Linked DNA regions of Mus musculus: regions 1 and 2 are each linked to region 3. The links are chromatin contacts, called in public Hi-C maps. All regions are on one chromosome and are shown on one strand. The core of a region is the stretch at or near the end of the contact, and the rest is flanking DNA. Distances in the headings are between cores, read along the strand shown.

Region 1 (5,036 bases), core at 1,699-4,198, 210 kb before region 3:
CAGAGACCTCGTGCCCGAGCCCAGCCTCTGGGCCCATTGTGGTGGTGAGCTCCTTGCTGCTACAGGAGAAGGAAGAGCTCCTGGGCCCCAGCAAGCAGGAGGTGGAGGGTGCCAGGTAACTGGGAGTGTGGCCGTGGGTGCCAGGGGGGTGGCTCTGCAGCCTAGTCTCTGCTCTGACCCTCTGTCCCGCAGCACGGAAGCCATGCGCCTGGGACCAGCTTCTGGGCTGCTTGTGGACTGGCTGGAGACGCTGGACCCCGAAGTGGTCTGTAGTTGCCCTGACCTACAGTGGAAGCTGCTCTTCTCACGGAGAAAGGTGACAGGGACATGGCCCGGTGCTCTCCCACAGTGCTGCCACTCCAGACTATGTCTTGTAGCCTCCAGAGGGGTGGGGTTAGCCAGGCCTGGGCTCCCTGTCCCAGGCAGTGAGTGGTGCATGTCTCTTTGGGGCTGGAATGGGGTGAGGCAGGATAGTTCCACAGAGCCTAAAGTCTGGGGAACCCAGGTAGGCCCAGGGATGTGGGAAATGAGGGAGGGGATTGGCTGTGCGTTGTCATTTAAACCCAGCCCTTGTCCAGGGCAAGAGAGAAGATGGCCAGGCCCTTAGCTGCTGTCATGGGTGGCCCTACCAGAACATGGTCAGCTGACATGGCTTGTCAGAACTGGTGGCCCTTGGCCCAATTGAGATCACCCTGGCCTTTTTCCTCTCCAGGGCAAAGGCCACATAAGTGCCCAGGTGCTCTCCTTCCGCCCCTACCTCCTGGCCCTCCTCACGCACCAGGCCAGCTGGTCCACGCTGCACTGCTGCATCCGTGTCCTGCTAGGCAAGAGCCGTGAGCAGAGGTGAGGCCAACTGCAGACCCCAGGAGCCTCTCGGCCTGGATGCAACTTTGTGTGAACCATGAATTGTGTCCCTTCCACCTCTATTCAGGGCAGCATCTCCTGAGGGGGGTGCTATTGTGCTCAGTGCCTTGGGCACCTGCAAGCCCTCAATAGCAGGGCCAGTATTTTGCTTTTGGTGCCCAGCCCCTCACCTAGGGGTAGACAGTCCAGGCCCTCCCATCTCCTTGGCACATTTTTGTCTGTGGAGAATTTGGCTTACGTCCACGCCATGGTACAGGAGGCAAAAGAGCTGTGGCAAGCTGCCCATCCAGCCTGTGGTCCCTTGACTGTGACAGGCCCATAGTGTGGGCACAGGCTGTGCTTGAGTTTTCTCATAGGAACCATCAGGTGCCCAGCTCACAAACACAAGACCTGGGAGTGTGTGGGTCAGGGAGACCAAAGACTAGGGACTCCTCAGAAGGACAGAGGTGGCCCTCTACTGAGGTCCCTTTTTTAGGAACTTTACCCTGGCATTGCTTGCTCCTCCCAGGCTCGACCCTTCAGCATCCCTGGACTTCCTCTGGGCCTGTATCCATGTCCCCCGGATCTGGCAGGGCCGGGACCAGCGCACTCCACAGGCAGGTCTCAAGAGGTTAGCCCAACCCATGGGTGGTGGCTGCACACACATCCTGGGGCTGACCTGCAGCCTCCTGATTGCAGAAGCGGCGGGAGGAGTTGGTGCTCCACGTGCAGGGCCCAGAGCTGCTCAGCCTGGTGGAGCTTATCCTGTCCGAGGCAGAGACCAGGAGCCAGGATGGGGACAGTGCTGCACGCACCCTTATCCAGACCCGGCTGCCCCTGCTGCTTAGCTGCTGCCGTAGCAATGATGAGAGCATTGGAAAAGTGACCGAGCACCTGACCAGCTGCATCCAGCAATGGGGGGACAGGTACCTGAGTCCCCACTGTGTCCCCTTGCCATAGATGGCTGCTGTGTCACCTGGGAGTGGCTCCTTCAGTACATGTCCCTCCCCTGGCCACACCATCCCAGTGACCCAGTCCCTCTCCCCTCTGCTCTTTCCAGTGTGCTGGGCCAGCGCTGCCGAGACTTGCTGTTGCAACTGTACCTGCAGCGGCCAGAGGTCCGGGTGCCAGTGCCCGAGGTCCTGCTGCAAAGTGAAGGTGCCACCAGCAGCAGCATCTGCAAGGTGAGGGACACAGTCTCCACAGAGCAGGGGGTGGGGGCTGGAGGATGGGGTGCGGGGGGGGGGCTGCACCATCAACCTCACCACAAGGTGAGGGGCATAGTCCCCATAGAGCCTGGAGTGGGGGTGCCATCAGTCTCACCTTAGCTCACCTCACCAGAGCTAGACCTTACTGTGCTAGGCTCTTCCTCTGGATGCAGCTTGGGGCAGAGGGATGCCCCTTCCCCTTTCTGTACCCAGGTTGTGGGCAGACAGGAGTCAGCACATGTGTGTCATGTGGACAATATGGGGCCATGGCCTCCATCACGAGGGTCGTGCACTGTCACCCCAGAGTACCCCAGAGGTCTCCACCTCCTACCCATTCTGGCCAGCTCCACTGTGCCTCAGCAGGGCAGACCAGCTTGCGTCCTCTGGAGTTTTGTGTGAGGGGCCACATGAGCTCCTGCCTTTGGTGTGATCGCTAGAGTGTCCGTGCTGAGCGTGTGTCTGCTGCTGCGTGATGTCCTGGGCCATGAGGGGGTAGGGGGAGTTCAGACGGTGTATAGGCAAGTAGTCTCCCCTCCCCCTAGCTGGACGGCCTCGTCCATCGCTTCATCACGCTCCTGGCAGACACCAGCGACTCCCGGTCTTCTGAGAGCAGAGTGGCTGACGCCAACATGGCCTGCCGGAAGCTGGCTGTGGCCCACCCCGTCCTGCTGCTGAGGTGCGTGCTGTCACAGCCTGTGGTGCTGGGTGACTCGGGGGAAGGTGTAACCAGGGACATTCTTCTGCTCTGCCCAGGCACCTGCCCATGATCGCAGCCCTCCTGCACGGCCGCACTCATCTGAACTTCCAGGAGTTCCGGCAGCAGAACCACCTGGCCTTCTTCCTGCATGTGCTGGGCATCCTGGAGCTGCTGCAGCCGCGTGTGTTCCAGAGCGAACACCAGGGGGCGCTTTGGGACTGCCTGCGATCCTTTATCCGCCTGCTCCTGGTGGGTGCCAGGCAGACTGTCCCCCACATTCCTCAGCCGTACATCCTCCCATGGCCCCTCCTGTCCTTGCCTGACTCCCTTCTGCTCCTACAGGACAGCCTGGAGCCAGGGCCAAAGCCAGGCCACTGCCCAGTGGCTTCTGTCTCCACTGTCTGAAGACCAGCTCTTCACTGAGGCTCCTAAGCCCCAGTATCCCCTGCCTGGGGAATCCACATTCAAGTCCCATGGGTGCTATTTGTTGGTGTCATATGCCTAGTATATACATAATATTATGAAAACAAAAGCCAGGCCAGCCAGGTGTCAGAGTAGCACACCTGCAATCAGCACGAGGGTAGCTGAGGCAGGAGAATTGTAAGTTCTGCACCAGCCTTGGCTATAATATTGAGGCAATATCAGGGTCTGACTCAGGGGCTGGAAGGAGGGCTTAGAGATTAGAGAGCGTTAGCTGCTCTCGCAAAGGAAGACCCTGGTTTGGGTCCCACCACCCACATGGTGGCTCACAAGCATGAGAAACTCTAGTTCCAGGACACCAGACACCCATGTAGTGCACAGACATACAGACATACATTCAGGCAAAACATTCGTTCAATAAAAAACAAAACATCAGGCCCCAGTCAGGCTAGCTCTGTGCTCATGGCTGTCATGGGGGTCATGTATGGTGTAGAGGGTCTGAGGAAGCCTCTGGTGGTTCTGCCTTCTCTACAGAACTACCGGAAGTCCTCCCGCCACCTGGCTCCCTTCATTAGCAAGTTCGTTCAGTTCATCCACAAGTACGTGGGCTGCAGCGCACCAGCAGCCGTGGCCTTCCTGCAGAAGCACGCAGAGCCCCTCCAGTGAGTCCCCACACCTGCCCAGGCTGGCCAGTGGCCCCACACTGGAGCCAGGAGGGGCAGTCCAGACAGTGAATGTTCTGGTCTGAATTGCAGCCTTCAGCTTCATCCCCACTTGCTCCTCCTTACCCCTCCTCCCCATTCACTCCTCCTCACTCACCTCTCTTCCCCATTCACTCCTCCTCACCCCTCCTCCCTATTCACTCCTCCTCACTCACCCCTCCTCCCCATTCACTCCTCCTCACCCCTCCCTATTCACTCCTCACTCACCCCTCCTCCCCATTCACTCCTCACTCACCCCTCCTCCCTATTCACTCCTCACTCACCCCTCCTCCCCATTCACCCCTCCTCCCTATTCACTCCTCCTCACTCACCCCTCCTCCCTACCATTTCTCTTTGCACTTGCCTAACCCCAGGCCCTCCTTCCTGCCCTGCTGCTTCTCCTTGCCTGGCACTCTTCCCCGCCTGCCCTCCTCTGAAGTGAACCCGTGCTTCCTCCACAGTGACCTGTCCTTTGACAACAGTGACCTGGTGATGTTGAAGTCTTTACTGGCAGGGCTCAGCCTGCCCAGCCGGGATGGGAGAACTGACCAAGGCCTGGATGAGGAAGGCGAAGGTAAGCAGACAGGTGAGCTCTTGGGGGGGGTTGTAGGGAGGGTCCTGGTGGGTGTGGCTGAGCCCTGAAGCTTCATCTGTCCTCTGTGTGTGTGTGTGTGTGTATGCGCACGTGCGTGTACGCGCACGGTGCCATGACCAAGCTGACTGAACAGAGCCGCCTCATGGAAATGCTTGGTTCTGCTTCAGACATTACCTTTCTGGATGTTTCCCGTGTGCTGCCCGGGCAGGTTGGTCCTTAGGTCAAGGTCTTACACCTACCTCACTTGCCTGATGGTGGCTCATGCTCCACAGGTGGGACGCTACCCTTTGCTGCCTCTGTTGGCCAGATTGACTGTAGTCTCGGGCTGCCTGAAGGCACATAGAAGGTCCTTCATAGTGGACATGCTGCACAGACACAAGCCTCCCATGTGGAGTGGCACCTTGTGGGCAGAGGCGAGGGAATGCACTCCTAAACTGGCCCGCATCCTGACTGCCACCCTCCAGTCCTGACCACCACATAGACTAAGCATAGTGTGGCACCCTGGATAGTGGCCAGTGTGCCTCTGGGATGGGCATGGTCTTTCCATAGAGTCTGCAGGTCTGGCTGGGCCC
Region 2 (5,058 bases), core at 1,361-3,860, 130 kb before region 3:
AACTCACAGAGCCAGGCTGGCTGGCCAGCAAGCCCCAGGTATTCCCCTGTCTCTGCCTCCCCAGTGTTGTGATCACAAGCATACACCGCCACTTCTGGCTTGTTTACATGGTCTCTGTTCCTCATGCTGATTTCCCAAGCACACTGTGCATATACTGAGCCGGCTTCTTAGCACCCCCGGGGATCAGAAATGTTTAAAATCTCACACCAATGAGATTTCAGATATTGGATTTTAGAATACTTTGGACTTCCAGATTCAGGGTGTTAGACCTAGGGAAAGTCTACACAAACATTCCCAAATTCAATAAAAAAAAATTCTAAAATCTGAAACAATGTCGTCTCTAGAACATTGGACAAAGGATCTTCAACTTGAATTAGGCTTGAGGAAAACCTGGGCTCAGAGATGTTGGGTGATTTTACTGGAGACACACAGCAGGGGCAGAAGTTGAACTCTGACCCCCATAGCCTGGGTCTTTTCTGCTGTCTTTCTCTAAACTATGGGCCCCTTGGGAGCTCAGGACCACTTGCTACTGGGGTCCCATTCTCCACTAATAGGCTCGGGTGAAGGGGAATTTCAATCCGATAACACAAATCTGCAATAACAGTTATAATTAATTTATATAGAAGGCATTATGTAATTACCCTCAGTGTATTCCAGTTTCACGGATGAGGTTCACCAGCTCCCCAGTTAAGCTATGGGGCCTCGTGAAGACAGACGGGAACGCGGTATTTCAATATTTCTTATAATTTTATATTGTCTCTAATGTCTCTCATGCTAATTTCATTATGCAACAGAGTCGGCACAGTGATGTAATTATTGAAAAGTAATTTTGCAATAAATGGATTTAAATGTGTTGGCGTCCGTTGTAAATTCAATCTCACGGCGAGGGTGCCGGGTGCAGACGGGAGCAAGAGGGGTTCAGGGGCCCCAGGCTGGAAATTGAGAAGTCCTGTGTGGTTCCAACTGGGAGTCACCTTACACCTGCCAACGGCTCTTGAGGCTCAGAGGACTTGATTTGCTACTCATCTCATTCTGGTCCCACCCACAGCCAGATCCTACTGGGTCTGGCGCCACCCCTAGCTTCCGGGGATATCTAGACCTTTCTACAGCCAGTGTGTGCAAGACCAGTTGATCCAGACCTTGCCTAAAACTTTGAAATAAAATCCAGACTCTCAGCATGATGGCCTTCCTATCTTGTGATTTCCTGTCTCACCTACTCGCTCTTTTATCCACCTACCAGTAGGCCCCTCCTCAAGTTGCGGATGTACCCCAGGGCCATAGCACATGCCGATGTGGCTGCTGAGAGTCCCTCCAGATGTTCCCATGCTTGGCTTTTCCATATCCCTTCCACCCTGGGAGCCTCTGTGACCATCCTTGTGGCCTCAGCCAGGGGACATCATGACTGCCCTTGAAGTCTTCCTGGAATATTCCCGTGCCTCTATCTGCTCCTCAGGACTTTTGGTTCCAAGATGTCTTCCTCAGCACCCGTCAGCTAGAGCGGAGCTAGAAGGTCACAGGGGAGGCAGCAGGGCAGAGCTTCATCTGCAGGGCTAGGAGGCCTAAGCAGTCTTTGGACCTGCGTTCCTGCTGGCGAGAGCCCTCCTTGACTGTTGAGCCTGCAGCTGCTGGATGCTGGGAAAGGGTTAATCATCAGACTCTGGAGTGGGGGTGGGGTGGGAGGACAGGGTGATGTAGAACTTGGAGCAGGGCAGAGCTGGGAGGTCCAAGCTTAGACTCAGCCCCTTGCTCTGCACCTGATACCCTTGCCTTTCAAGTGGGGAAACCCCTGGCTTGATGTGTAGATGAAGTGTGTATGCAGTAGGGTCTCCATAAAGGCCCCCTTGCCCCATAGCTGCAGAGGAAAGGGTGGGACTTGTGTCCTGGGCCCAGGGCCTGTGACAAGCTATATCATCTGGCCTTTGCTTCTTGTATGGTTTACCACAGCTGTCCCTGCAGAAGGGACTTGTGTCTCTGCCTTGTTCTGTAGAGCATGGGATAGAGCTTCCACCCTCACCAGCCCCACACAAGAGGGAGCCACTCTCACACACATATAAATGCCTGTGTCCTACCCCTGCCAGCCCCACTTCCCATCACTTCTGGAACTCTGGCTGCCCCCTGGCTTCTGGCTCCAGAGTCCTCATGTCACAGCTGAACCTGATCTGCCATTTGTTCCTGGGCGACGTGCAAATTGGCAACTCATCGATTATTAATGAAGTGTTAATTGCTCTCTGCAACTAGTTTCCACGTGATGCTGTCTGGCTGTTTGAATGGGTTTGCCAGCGTGAGCTCCCACATCTGTTGAGACCAGGAGCCTGGCCCCAGACCACAGGACACGGGACAGTTTCCGGGGTCCCATTATGTCTTCATAGATGGGTTGAACAGTAGAGCCAGAAGCCTGTAGGAGCCAGTTCTTTTCTTGAGAGAGGAGCAGAAGGTGGTGATGGCCCATGGGGGACTGGCCAGATCTCAGACACGATGATAGGCCCCCTACAGGTGACAATTGCCCTCTGGCCTGGGAAGAGAGTTCTCCCACAGTGTCACTACTGGGCTCCTGCCTAGACATCTGGCAGTGAGGCTGTGATGACCAGGATTCAACCTGCCCTGGGGACAAGGGTGGGAGGTTACCCCGGGGGACGAGCAGTACTGATGTAGTGGAAACACTATCACCAGGGTGAGGCTCAAGACCGCTGTTGCCCGGGTGCACCAGGCAGTTGCCTGGCAACTGAGGCTCAGGGGCATCCCCACAGGCAGATCTGGCTTCTCAGGGGATCAGCTCCCAAAAGACAGGGTTGAGGAAGGAGCAGGGAGCGCTGGCTTCAATACTCTCAAGGTCAAGACCATAAAAGACTCCAGAGCCTGAGGCCCAGCACCCACCTCTGAGCAGAGTTTGTCCTTGAAGTCACAGTTCTGGAGTTTTCTGGTAGAGATTGAGGGACCACTGAGGTCAGCTGGACCTCCCTAGCTCGCTGGTGGGTTGCCCAGCCATTGCTTTAGCCTCAAGAGTCCCACTTTGGTGTGTAAGAGCAGCCTGCTTTACCTCAGCCCTGCCTGGCTTGTGGGGCATGTCCGGCAGGCTCTGGGATGTGAACCACCTCATCCAGGGGCCACAGTGCATGGTGGGAAAATCCCCAATTAGATTTGCATCTGGGATACTCCTGGGCCCAGGATAGGTGGGATCCCTCCCAGCCATGTCCTTCCACAGTCCAGTAACATCAGCTCCACAGCAAGGCTCCTTGGTCTAGGCGGGACTGTGATGCCATCTGCTTCCAACCTTCCATGAGGGGTGGGTTCCAAGGGACTGTGAACCCTGCCTCGGGCCTTTCCATCCGCCACAGCCAAACCTATTGTCAGTACACACTCATGAGTAAGCACACAGGGTGAGGGCCAGAGATGGGCAGGGATTGAGGGTCAGGTAGGACACAGGTCCTGCCAGAGCCTTGGTTTCCCCATCAGAGAGAGGGAAGCAGGGGCCCTGAGTTTCCTTGAGTGTGTGGAGTGCCTAGACGTGGGCCGGGGCAGGGGCAGGGTCAGCAAACTCAGAAGTTCCCGTCCTGGTAGTGAGCTGTGGGGAGTCCCACTTCATATCAAAGAGGAGAGGCAGCGATGGAAAGGGAAAAGAGAGATGAAGAAAAGAGGAAGGAAGAGAGATAAAAGAGAACACAGGCCAGGACTGCCACCTCACGGGGACATGTTCACAGGGTTCATGTGTGGGGCTGTGCTTTTTCATAGCTGCATAATATTTTACTCAAAGGTGCCTCGTCACCGTCCTGTGGTGAATGTTCGACTCATTTCCAATTCTGAATGCTCTGAACGATACGCAAAGAGTGTTCTAGTGCACTCAGTGTTCACACATCAAAAGGATGCTTTGTACCGGAGCATGGTCTTGCCCAGACAGCTGTGCCCCACCCTGGGGGAAGTTGGGGGTTCATTTACTTGGTGCAGAAAGATGTCATCTGTGGCTTGCAGCACAGCTGTTCTTAAACTGTCATCCCCCTGCCTCAGCCTCTCCAGGCCTACAGCATCAGCTGCTTCTCAGAGAAGCTCTCTGTGCTGCTGGTACCCTGCCTGACACATCTCTCCCCTTCTGGGTCTTTTCTTCTCCGGCATCCTGTGTATCACTGCTGTAATCAGAAAGACAAATCTTTCCTGGGAACGCAGGGGAGACAGGTGAGGCCCGGGATCCCACCCTTGAGGGGAGGAGTGCCGAGGGCTTGTGGAGTTGGGTGCGCTTTTCACTATTCTGTTCCCTGGGGACACGCTGCACATCCCAGCTCCGATGTCACACCTCTGTTTATTGGTGGCCAGGGTTGGGGCTGGGCTGTACTGGGGTCTCCCATAGAGACGTAAGCCTGGGGAACAGTGGAGCTGGGCTGACCCTGCCTGCTGTGCTTGGAGGACAATTTGCAAGTGACTTTGGAAGTTGGTGAGGTGGGGCAGGGGACAGAAAGCAGAAGAGAGACATAAAACTGAGGTTCCTAGCTGGAATTCTGTGTCCCTCCCGTCCACAGGGTGGTCACCTATGCCTCCTGCCTCCCTCCCCTTCTGTCCCTTGCCTCTGGGTCTCTCTCTGCCACATCCCATTGTCAAGTGGAGATTCCTCGGAGGTGGGTAGGGGAATCAGGTGGGGTCGAGTGTGTCTTAAATATGCCACAGACCCAAAATACAATAAATATTTAATTTTATTTTATTAAATACCAAATCGGTGATGGCTGACACTTTATTAAAGTGTCAGGGCCAGTGTTCCTACACTCTAATTACTTATTCTAACGAGGCAGGAGGCCTGTGCAGCGGCTCCGGTGTGCGGGAGGCGTATTGCGTTAAGTAACACCTATTAAACTCACATTTGCACCTAGAGGCATCTCATTAATGCCCTGGCCGGCATCATTGCCGCCTCCACTCATGTTGACCCCAAGCTGAGAGGTAAGAGCTGCCCGGAAAGCACCCGGTGCAGCCTCTCTGACCAGGATAGCCTGTAAAATTAACAGCGACTCTCCAACTAATTGAATCCCCGACGAATGGTGCTCCCCTCGCTGTACTCTGAAATTCCAGGGAGTGGGG
Region 3 (4,746 bases), core at 755-3,254:
GAGCAGGGATGTTCTGTAGTCCTTCCTGCTCTCAGCAGGTCTTGTCTGGGACAGCCAAGAAGAATTTAAAGATCACAGCAGCTCCCAAGACCACCACCGCTCCCTGGGCCAAGGACCTGGGCAAGGCTACCATGCCTTGCAGAATGTAGCAATGTAAAGGCTTTGTTGTGGCCCGTATAAAGTTAGCAGGATTGCACAGCAGACCTGCTCCAAGGGAGCCTGGTTTGTGCAAAAGTCTCTGAGACTAAGCCAACACCCTGGGAAGCTTTCTCTTTTCTTTTTCAAAACTTTTTTTTTTTTTGGAGGGGTGCAATTTCCAGATTACTTCCTCATCAGAAATTTCTATCATATTAGAGGGGATATAAAAAAGATTCGGACTTCACTTAAGCCACAGAACAATTTGGAGAGAGGGATTTTTAAACAGATGAGAGCAGGCCAAAGCCCAGGACCCAAATATTTCAGGCAAAGCTATGGCGCTAAACTGGTATTTTGCCAGCGTCTGCCTCCACCCCAGGCACCCACTAATAACACAGACCCCAAGGTTTCTGTATTCTAGGAAAGCATCTATTATGCAGACATTAATTCTGGAATTTTATTACGCCAAATTAACGCTGCTTTTTTTTTTTTTTTAATGAATACTGCTTCCTGACTCCTCATGAAATCGAATAACGAAGAGGTTGGGGAGGGAGGAATTTAATGGAGAAGAATCTTAAATTCAGATGCCCTTTTTTTTAAGCCCCCTCTTTTCCAATGTGTTAACCGCGAAAGTTTCCACCTACTCTCCCACAAATGCACCCCCCCAGCGGCTGTTTGTAAGACGATGGATAAATGCATGTTTCTATCTTAATATTTCACAAGCCAGAAATAAAGCAACAGATCTGTCAGCTTCGAGGATGGGAGAAAGCCTCTGTCAAGAGCGCCCAGGCCAGGGCCCACTTTGTCCCCTCCTGGAGGGCTTTTCGAGCCTCGGCAGCCTTTCCAGACTGTGCGCCGCGGCCGCAGCCAACCTACACCCGGCTTCCCCGAATCGAACGCAGTCACTGCAGTGGCTACTGGGGCGCCACCAGGATCTCTCCCCAATCACCTCGGCACTCTCAAGTTACTCACCTCCAGATGGGAGAAGGGGTTCAACCCTCATAATCCCCACCATGGCCAGCAGCGCGGAGCCTGAAACCACCTCCCCGCCACTTAGAACAAAGGTGGCCCTGCCTCACCGCGCTCTGCACGCCTAGTGCGGGATCTCGGACTCCTTGGGCGACACCAATCTTTACCTGAACTCGGGACTCGACCAGGTCCAGGCGCAGCGCCAGCGCCTCGCGCATAAACACGTCCGGGTAGTGGCTCTCATTGAACGCCTTCTCCAGCTCCTCCAGCTGCCAGCCGGTAAAGTTGGTGCGGGTGCGTCTCCGTTTGCAGCCGGGGCTCTCCTTGTCTGGATCCCCCGAGTCTGCGGGCATGCACAGGACGCTGCAAGGCTCAGCCACCTGGCAGATGCTTGTCCCGCTTGCACCCACCTCGGGTGCGGGGTGCACGGAGGAGTGGGTCGCTATTCTCCGACGGCCTGGTGCACCCCACCCCGAGGCCCCCCGTTGTGTTTCCCCGTGTCCCCGCCTCCAGCCTACCTGCAAGCTTGAAGGGCTGGCTTTCGCCGGCCACCCCGCAGGCAGCCGGCAGCAGCGGCGTGGGGTTGACCACCGAGGCGGCGGCTGCAGCGCACGAGCCGCTGAGCAGGCCGTCGATGGAGAAGGGCACCGAGGCCGCGGCAGCGGCGGCGGCGGCCGACTGCAGCTGGTGACCGGCCAGCTCGTACACGTGGTGGTGGCCCAGCGGGTAGGGGAAGCCCACCACGCCGCCCAGCGAGCCCCCGAACTGGGCATGCGGGTGCTCCAGGAGGCGACCGTCCATCATCTCGCGCGCGGGGCTGGCGGGGCGCGGGGGCGCGGACGGCGGCGGGGACAGGGGCCCGGAGCCCTACACATGCTTCGGCCCGCGCTCCGCCGCTTTACTTTATCAACATCAAGCTCTCGATAATTAGCCGCGGCCCGGGGAATTTGGGACCAATAAGAAGCGCTAATCGGCTCTGACGTCAGAGGCGTGCTGGGTGCAAGGAAACGTTTTCCATATCGATTGCTAATTATACCTGACACGCACCTCCATAAACAGTATCAGGAGCTGTCACAACAAGACGGGGTGGGGAGGGAGGGGCACCGCCGCGCTCGGCCGGCCGGGGGCCCCCGGCGAGCCCCCCACTCCTGCTCCCCGCCGCTCCCGCCCCTCGCCTCCTTCTAATAGATTTCCCTTTAAAACATTCGCCGGCGTGTTGTGGGGATTTTTCACCAGAAATGCTGTACTCTCTGAACCTTTAAAGTGATGTTGCTCCAATTACAGAGAGACATTGAGCGGCAAATAGACTGATCCAATAATGGGAGATTCATCATCCGCTCTTTCCGAAACTGTCACATTGAATTTAAAACTACAAGGGCTTCTCTACCAGCGGCCTCTCCCGGGCTGCGGGCTGCCGCGAGCGGCGGAGGGAGGAGGAGGGGGAGGAAGAGAGGAGGAGAGGAAGGGGAGAGAAGTGTCCCGACGAACTGGAAGACCAAGGGGAAGAAAGAGGAGGAAGAACAAGCCCAGGAGGGAGGGGGAGAAAGGAAAGGTTTGGGGGAGGAGGAGTGCAGAAAGAGAAAGGGAGGAAGGAGAGGAAGTGGATGGAGAGGAGGAAAGGATGGAGGGGAGGGGAGAAGAAGAAAGGGAGGAGAATGGAGGAGGAAGGAGAAGAAGTAATGGGGGAGAAAGGAAGGAGAGAGGAGTGGAACCAGAAGCGATGGAAGGACAGAGAGAAGCGAGAAGAGGAGAAGAGAAAGCGGGGAGGATAAAGAGAAGGGAGAATGAAAACGGAGAGTGGAGAGAAGGGGAGGAAGGAGGGGAACAAGGCAGAAAAAGAGAAGAAAGGGAGGGAAGTGGGACTAGATGGACGGAGAGACCAGAATGAAAGGGGGAGGGGAGAAAGGGAGAGGAGAGGAGGGGAAGGGGGGGAGAGAAGAACCTCCAAACAGTGATCCAGCCAAATGCGGCCCCCACCTATAAGGAGTCTAACCCGACGCCCTCCTCCTTGATTGGCAGTTACCCCATCAATATAGACAGGGTGGTGGCAGCTGGGGCACCCTAACCCCACTTAACTCCCACACATATGGGTCCTGGATGCCAGCCCAGAGGAGGAGGGAGCATGGAAGGAGGAAGGACAATGGTAACTTCAGGATAGTGACCAATGGCCCACGCATCCCTTCAAATAAATAAATAAATAAATAAATAAATAAATAAATCTCCCTCTGAGTCAGCTCTGAAGAATGGGTTGGAGGCACTAACCCATCTATTATAATTAAATTATGTTCGCAGTGAGATGCCATTCCCTTCTCCACTGTAAAATATTGATAGTCTCAAAAACTAAATCATTAGGGGACATATCCTTAAATAAGCCGCAAGCACGGACTGTGAGCAGAGGTGGACGCAGCCAGGATGGATGGGGATGGAGGATGGGGATGGGGGATGAGGGATAGGGATGGGGGATGGGGGAGGGGGATGGGGGATGGGGATGGGGGATGGGGATGTATCCTTTGTAAAAGCAAGTTTGTCACTGGAGAGATGGCTTTTTGCTGACTCTAAATTTGTAGGCAAAGTACTCTGACCGCCTGCCCCAGAAGGAAGCCTGATCATCACAACCCCAGGGCACAGTGACAAGTTTGCTTTGGCAAAAGTAAGGCCTAAGCAGGAAGAAATGGGACAGGCCAGAATGGTGTGTGCCATGTCTCTCTCTCTCTCTCTCTCTCTCTCTCTCTCTCTCTCTCTCTCTCTCTCTCTCTCTGTGTGTGTGTGTGTGTGTGTGTGTGTGTGTGCCCTGACCCACTGAGCTGGCAGAGAGGGAACCAGACTGCCCTTGGGGTGGTTCCCCCAACACTCATGTCCGGGCCTGGACCCCAGCCGGACTACAATCGGGCCTCGCTTCTAATCTACAGTGACTGGACTACCAAATTGGACTTAATTACTCCCTCCCTCTGTCTCTGAAGGAGCGGGGAATGTACAGAGTTGGAGACAGGCCTGGAGGTGGGGGGACCCCTCTCCCCGTGACACTAGAAGGGCGCTGCAAGGGTTAATCCCGAGGTCAAGGGCCAAGAGCACTACTTTTCGCTATAATTTAATTTCTTTCGCTATAAATACTACACGTAAACGCTGCCCATCCGGCTCGATTTTGCCCGTGGCCACTGCCGCCTGCTTTTCTGTCGCACTCGCGATCTGGAATGCGCCCGGCGCGTGCTTCGGAATACAGAGCTGTGATCAATCCAGCCCGAGGGGAGGGCAGCAGAGGGGGCGGGCGCCGGCCCCGCTCCTCGCCCATCTCTCTTTATTATAATGAATTAATTCGACTTTATTTATCCCATTTTCTGGAGCTGACAGAATGTTAATTTGAGTTGAAATTTCGCTCGCCTCTCACTCTCTGACCCCTGGCCTTCAGATTGGCGTGTTGTAATAACCTGAATCTTTCAACAGAGGCCCTGATAATTGTTACCTTATTAGCATGCAAATTGTTTAATTAATATTATTATGAAGGAGCGAACAATCCGTCCGTCACTTGACCCCTTGAGTGAGTCCGCGCGCTGCAGCCGGCTCCACGCATCTCAATGCGACCATTTCAATCGCCCAGTGGCTTTTTTCTTTCTCTCTCTCTCCTCTCTCTCTCTCTTTTTTCTC

The links. A called contact is a pair of places that touch in the nucleus more often than the background predicts.
Region 1: a Hi-C map of differentiating embryonic stem cells shows a contact between it and region 3, with 2.3 times the contacts expected there. The contact joins the enhancer-like site here to the promoter of Uncx in region 3. A contact is called at or near these places in 17 of 39 promoter capture datasets (the 3T3-L1 cell line, 3T3-L1-derived adipocytes, the HPC-7 cell line and 11 more), 7 of 15 datasets of contacts at CTCF or cohesin (CD8 T cells, the G1E-ER4 cell line, the NIH/3T3 cell line and 3 more), 151 of 484 Hi-C or Micro-C datasets (the 63-12 cell line, the AML12 cell line, B cells and 81 more), 23 of 115 datasets of contacts at active chromatin or transcription factors (the HPC-7 cell line, the NIH/3T3 cell line, astrocytes and 14 more) and 6 of 9 other capture datasets (adipose tissue, embryonic stem cells, embryonic tail and 3 more).
Region 2: a contact with region 3 is called in a Hi-C map of the CH12 cell line. The contact joins the enhancer-like site here to the promoter of Uncx in region 3. A contact is called at or near these places in 28 of 39 promoter capture datasets (the 3T3-L1 cell line, 3T3-L1-derived adipocytes, the C10 cell line and 16 more), 7 of 15 datasets of contacts at CTCF or cohesin (the G1E-ER4 cell line, embryonic stem cells, large pre-B cells and 2 more), 225 of 484 Hi-C or Micro-C datasets (3T3-L1-derived adipocytes, the 4T1 cell line, the 63-12 cell line and 114 more), 34 of 115 datasets of contacts at active chromatin or transcription factors (the HPC-7 cell line, Th17 cells, acute myeloid leukemia and 21 more) and 7 of 9 other capture datasets (adipose tissue, embryonic stem cells, embryonic tail and 4 more).

The regions. Positions count from the first base shown.
Region 1 is chr5:139,752,868-139,757,903 of GRCm38.p6, reverse strand. It overlaps Ints1 (integrator complex subunit 1), which reads left to right. Exons shown (of 47, transcript NM_026748.2): 33 at 1-115; 34 at 193-316; 35 at 713-843; 36 at 1,373-1,460; 37 at 1,543-1,769; 38 at 1,904-2,027; 39 at 2,594-2,727; 40 at 2,805-2,997; 41 at 3,703-3,830; 42 at 4,331-4,443. Among named protein-coding and RNA genes, the nearest start is that of Mir7037, 13 kb to the left of the region's middle. Within about 2 kb of position 2,948, at least 9 of the 459 cell types and tissues checked have an H3K27ac peak or open chromatin away from gene starts, as enhancers often do. A contact at or near this core is called in differentiating embryonic stem cells, where this site is marked.
Region 2 is chr5:139,672,758-139,677,815 of GRCm38.p6, reverse strand. No RefSeq gene overlaps it. Among named protein-coding and RNA genes, the nearest start is that of Gm46926, 6.1 kb to the right of the region's middle. Within about 2 kb of position 2,610, at least 9 of the 459 cell types and tissues checked have an H3K27ac peak or open chromatin away from gene starts, as enhancers often do. A contact at or near this core is called in the CH12 cell line, olfactory sensory neurons, pancreatic islet and 1 more, where this site is marked.
Region 3 is chr5:139,541,156-139,545,901 of GRCm38.p6, reverse strand. Uncx (UNC homeobox) reads right to left here and starts at 2,004. Exons shown (of 3, transcript NM_013702.3): 1 at 1,623-2,004; 2 at 1,272-1,447. The coding sequence starts at 1,908. 4930500L23Rik (RIKEN cDNA 4930500L23 gene) reads right to left here. Exons shown (of 4, transcript NR_040701.1): 4 at 4,563-4,746.